Regions from separate parts of the Danio rerio genome. Here region 2 is linked to region 1. A link is a contact called in public Hi-C data. All regions are on one chromosome and are shown on one strand. Each heading gives the region's core, a stretch centred on a gene start, on an enhancer-like site or on the middle of the called end of the contact. The rest is flanking DNA. Distances are from core to core; before and after follow the strand shown.

Region 1 (2,882 bases), core at 187-2,686:
ATTTAGTGGCTGCATTTTATTTATTCATTTATTTATTGCAGTATTGTGAATTTAAGTAAATACATTTAAATTAATAATATCAGCAACTATCATATTGGGGTGGCCACAGGGGTGGCCAGAGTTTACACAAGGGTGGCCGTGGCCACCCCTTGGGGGCGCCCCTGCTTAGCAGTGAAAATGAAACCGAAAGTGCACACAGTGTTGCCAGATGTAGCTGACTGATTCCAGCCCCAAAAGTATCCAAAACCCGCCGAAATGCAAAAATACCCGCTCAGTCTTCTGTATTCAGGAAAATCACGTCAGTGACAGATTTTAAACAGACAATTACAGATTGTAAGCATACGTCTCGAACACAAAAATTTAACATCATGATTATCATCAGCATTAATGACCAGGACAAATCTAAAAGTCTGTTCAAGTCCACCATTCTAAGTCTATACAACATTTAGCATTTTAACCAACAGTACAACGACACTTATATTCACTTTATTTTACATCTACAGAATCGTTAGAAAATTGTAATCTTTATTTTAGGCAAAAAAAAAAAATCGCGATTCTCATTTTAGCCAGAATCATGCAGCTCTACTAGAAGTGTGGTTTATTCATAAACTAATTTCGAGAGGATCACGTGCTTATAATCAACACGGCTGGCTCCTTGTTAGCTCCGTAATCAGCCCTATTAGATGATTACGGAAGCATTATAAATAACCTGAGTTTTTCACTCCGGTTATCTTCGTCTTCCACCCATACATCCTCCCACTTTTTCTGATCGGGCGACACGGTGGCCCAGTGGCTAGCACTGTTGCCTCACAGCAAGAACACCGCCGGTCCAACCCATCGGGCCGGTTGGTGTTTCTGTGTGGAGTTTACATGTTCTCCTCGTGTTCGCATGGGTTTTCCCCAGGTTCCCCGGTTTCCTCCCACTGTCCAAAAATATAAACCATAGCCAATCGACTAAAACAAATTATCACCCAATACAACCTGAGTTTACACTTCTCACGGTGACAAGCAGGGGAGTTCTCGAGACCTACCTGACCTCGAATTCCCCTCTCGCCCTTCTAACGGGAGGGAGCCCCGGGCTCGAGGATATTACGAGCTCAGGGCTCTCTCTCGGGACAGCATGCCAAATACGCTTTATTGATTATCAGCTAAGTGTGAACTCTTGAAACAAGACAAAAACTGTATGAAAGAAAGGCTTTTTTGCAGTGTGGAAAGGTGGAGTTTGAAGCAGGACAGAGACAGCAATTCATTCAAGTGTCCCACACACACAAACACCTGTGTCATCTCAGCATTTCATGGAGATTCACACGCAATTTGTGAGAAAAGGTAAGTCTGAAATATCTCCTGTTCATCTTTAACTAGTGCTCTGTCCCTCTGTCCACCTTCATTCTCACCCTCAGCTCAAACACAAGCGCTATTCTTCTGACAAGCCGCTTTTAAACACACACACACACACACACACACTCTCTCAGGCCTCATTGTTGTTAACAGTGCTCTGTGTGTGCTGGGATACTTGATCCCACAAGGACAAAGTCACTGCACAGAAATAAAGGGGAGAGAAAAAGAGGAGTAGGGGGAGGATAAGAAACATATCCCAAACTACTGGAGACATTAAAACTCATGCTTGAGTTTAATAATGATCATTTAAAGGGCGCATGGTGGCTCTGTGGTTAGCACTGTGGCCTCACAGCAAGAAGGTCGCTGGTTCGAGCCTTGGCTAAGCGAGTTGGCATTACTGCAAAATGCTACGTTTACACATACACAAATGACATGTAAATGCATCAGCTTTTAACAGCGTAATACTCACTACTCTAGTACGTTTAAAGGTCTACTTTTTACTCATACTTTGAGTAATATTTACAACAGATACTTTTACTCTACTTGCACTAATTTTTAGGCAAGTAATGGTACTTTTACTTGAGTAGGATTCTTTCCACCACTGGGTTGTGGCTGGAAGGGTATCCACTGCATAAAACAAATACCAGCATAGTTGGTGGTTCATTCCGCTGTGGTGACCCCTGATGAATAAAAGGACTAAAATGAAAGAAAATGAATGAACTAATAAATCAGTGATAATAATTTATTTGTAAATAGCGCCTTTAATACTCAAACTGCTTACACAATAAAGAAACAGATGTAAAAACAGGTAACAATAAAAATGAAACATTCAGAATAGACCAAACATTTAATAATGTAAAAAAATCGTCAATATTTATGAGCATATGGCGGATGATAATCAGAAACTGAGAATAATAATAGAAAAATCCTTTGCAAAGCTCTGAAAACAGCTTTAGATTCACCATACATGACTGCAGATGAACTATAGATGAACACCATGGCAACCATTCTAACTCATAATAGCAACATTCTAAAAGCTGCCCTGTATGCGTTAGCAAGCGCATGGCAACAATGGAAGCCATTCTGAAAAGTGTTATTTTGGGGAAAAGTCTAGAAGGGATACAGCTGTGGATACTCATATCAGTATAACATAATGTTGGTGACACTGTACTACAATAATTCAGATTTTTACATTTTTACAGATTTTTACAGACTTTTACTGTGAGGGTTGGGGTTGATGTTAATAAAGTACACTATAATGGATAATTGAATAGTCTCTTATTAGCCCCCTTCAGCCATTTTTTTTTCTCGATTGGCTACAGAACAAACCACTGTTGTCCATTGAATCAGAATGCATTAAAATTGGGAAGGGGATTTAAGTGGCTTTGAACGTGGCATGGTTGTTCTGAAATAGTATTTCAGAAACTGCTGATCTACTGGGATTTTCACACACAACCATCTCTAGGGTTTACAGAGGATGGGAAAAAGAAAATATGCAGTGAGCGGCAGTTCTGTGGGCGCAAATGCCCTGTTGATGTCAGAGG
Region 2 (2,882 bases), core at 145-2,644, 140 kb after region 1:
TTTAGTATACATAATAAAGTGTGCTCAATATGCAAAAAAAAAAAAATAAATTTTTTTTTTGAAATTTTACCATTTGTTACTAAATGGTTATTAGGCAAAATAAAAACATTGTCAATAATAAAATGGGCAATGTTCATAAGAGATCCCTGTCTGCAGAAGACTGACTTAGTGATTAAGTTTTTAAATGTAGCAGTGTATGTACTCCTGAATTATTCAGCTTTTAATAATTACCTTACATGTGCTATAGAGTTGGTGTGTCCACACATACAGTTAAGGTCAAAATCATTAGCCCCCCTTTGATTTTTTTTTCTTTTTTAAATATTTCCCAAATGATGTTTAACAGAGCAAGGACATTTTCAGAGTATGTCTGATAACATTTTTTCTTCTGGAAAAAAAAAATCTTATTTGAACAAACAAACATCATTATACAATAACTTGCCTAATTACCCTAATCTGGCTAGTTAACCTAATTAGCCTAGTTAAGCCTTTAAATGTCACTTTAAGCTGTATAGAAGTGTCTTGAAAATATCTAGTCAAATATATAATGTAGGCCACTGTCATCAAGCAAAGATAAAATAAATCAGTTATTAGAGATGCGTTATTAAAACTATTATGTTTAGAAATGTGATGAAAAAAATCTCTTCGTTAAACAGAAATTAAAGGAAAAAAAATAAAAAGGAGGCTAATAATTCAGGGGGTCTAATAATTCTGACTTCAACTGTATATGATAGCATCTTCCTGCGTTGTCATCGAATTAAATTTGTGATTTATTTACCCTTTTTAACCGTTTTTATACTGCTAAACTGTCTTTACATTGTTGAAATAAGTTAATTTGTCGTAATTTATCTCTCTGACAGGATCTCTGGTTTTCGCGCGCTTTCTCCTCTTTATCCTCTGGCGACATCCAGCGGATATGAAGTGAAGTGCATTACCTTTTCTCCGGTGGGCTGTGTCCTCAACACTTCCACTCTTGGTTTTGATCTAATTTATGACATAATTAGCAAACTTATGTGTTTGCATGCTCGTCTGTCCGTTACTATTATTTATAATTCCCCAAATAACTGTAATAATTCGTACTATTATATCACGGCAGACGAGATGTTCAAATAGATTACTTAATTTCATTTAATTTTATATGTATTTTTACCAAACATTTGACTGTATTTTGACCCACATAAGACTTATTTTTCTTTCGGTGTCTCTATGTGCGCGCGCATATTGTATGACTGGAGTTGTTTTGTGTGGGGAAAGTTGCGCGCGGTTCTCCAGTGCGCGTGAATCAGAGTGTGATGAACACGGAGGATCATTTAATGACACCAAACTCACATCAACAGGGTTCATCACATCAGATTCAGCACATTGTCAAAACAAGACCTGGTGCTGCTAGAAGGATCAGATGAGGGTGAAAAGATCGTCTGAATTCAACAACCTGAGGATGGACACGAAGAAGAAGGGGAACTAATAAAGCTGAAGGTAAACTTTCTCATATTTACCATCATTTACTGACACTAATTTTAAGAAATGGATCATGACATTTCCTTATTTATGCTCATTTGCCGTGTTTTTCTGTTTAAATATACAATGTTTTATCTGTGGAGTAACGTTACTGTGTTGTTACCATGGTACCAGATTTTACCACAGTACGTTCAGTGTATAGATAACGTTAACGGACTATTAAAAAGTAATGAAGTATTGCCATCTTGTTGTTTTGTTTGAATGTGTGCCAGGCTAATGCCACAAAATACGTTGATTTACTCAGGTAATGTATAGATGTGTGTTCATCATACTTTAATTGTCGCATTGTACTGCTGTTTTATTTATTTATTTAATTTTAAGATGGACAGATTACTGAAAACCAGACAAAGCCACTTAGAAGTATTTCCATAATTTGTTAATGTGGTAATACCGTGTTTTGTCTTGATTTTAAAGTAAATTGATGTACCGTGGTATAAAATTATGGTAATCATTCAGTACCATGGTGCACGATACATTTCTGTAACATGTTATGTATTAGATAGATAGATAGATAGATAGATAGATAGATAGATAGATAGATAGATAGATAGATAGATAGATAGAAGGATAGAAGGATGGATGGATAGAGCAAAGTAAGACTAACAAAAGTACTTAAATATTACCATATGTATAAATGTTGTTATACCTAAATACAGTATGGTCATCATTCAGTACCATGGTACAGTAAATACTGTATCATAATGTCACATTGTGTTACCACAGAACAAAAGAAAAATGGACTACTGGATATATAAATATGCCATGTTTTTATCTGTGGAATAGTGTTACTATGATGTCACCATGGTATTACCATTAATGTACCATGGTAACCTATTTCTCCACTCTCCAAGACTCAAAAATATTGAAGTATTATCGTGTTTCTTGTTCAAATGTGTGCCATTGTAGTTGTAAAACATCTTAATTTGTTAGTCTGGTAATGTATAGAATGTAGTTCATCTTTATTATATGATATCTTCAGTGTCAAAAGATGGAGAGATTGCTGAAAACCATGGATGGATACAGAAAACCGATGTTAAAATCCTTAAATGTTTATAAATATGGTCATTATTCAGTACTGCCATGGTACAGTAAATCAGTGTACCATCTTATTATGATCTGCTATCATCAATGATTTATTAAACTCATATTGAACTATCATAGTATAAAACAAATTGAGTACTAGAAAAGACTAAGTAAGTGGCTTTTTCGATGTTACTTTTTGAAAATATGTGGTGTACTATGGTACTGTATTAAACTAGGGAATTCATTCACCACCATGGTATTGCCAACTGGGACTATCAACTTTTTGGGGGGATTTTATAGAATTACATGGGACTTATGATAAAATATTATATTATTATATTATA

What was found. Hi-C and Micro-C count contacts between places; a contact is called where the count stands out from the background.
Region 2: a contact with region 1 is called in a Hi-C map of an unstated tissue, with 4 times the contacts expected there. The contact joins the promoter of rin1b here to the enhancer-like site in region 1. A contact is called at or near these places in 2 of 18 Hi-C or Micro-C datasets (caudal fin and an unstated tissue).

The regions. Positions count from the first base shown.
Region 1 is chr7:6,963,890-6,966,771 of GRCz12tu, forward strand. It overlaps a transcript of actn3b not described here. Among named protein-coding and RNA genes, the nearest start is that of gal3st3, 13 kb to the right of the region's middle. Within about 2 kb of position 1,437, at least 10 of the 62 cell types and tissues checked have an H3K27ac peak or open chromatin away from gene starts, as enhancers often do.
Region 2 is chr7:7,106,972-7,109,853 of GRCz12tu, forward strand. It overlaps rin1b (Ras and Rab interactor 1b), which reads left to right and starts at 1,395. Exons shown (of 15, transcript XM_073908017.1): 1 at 1,395-1,473. It also overlaps a transcript of actn3b not described here.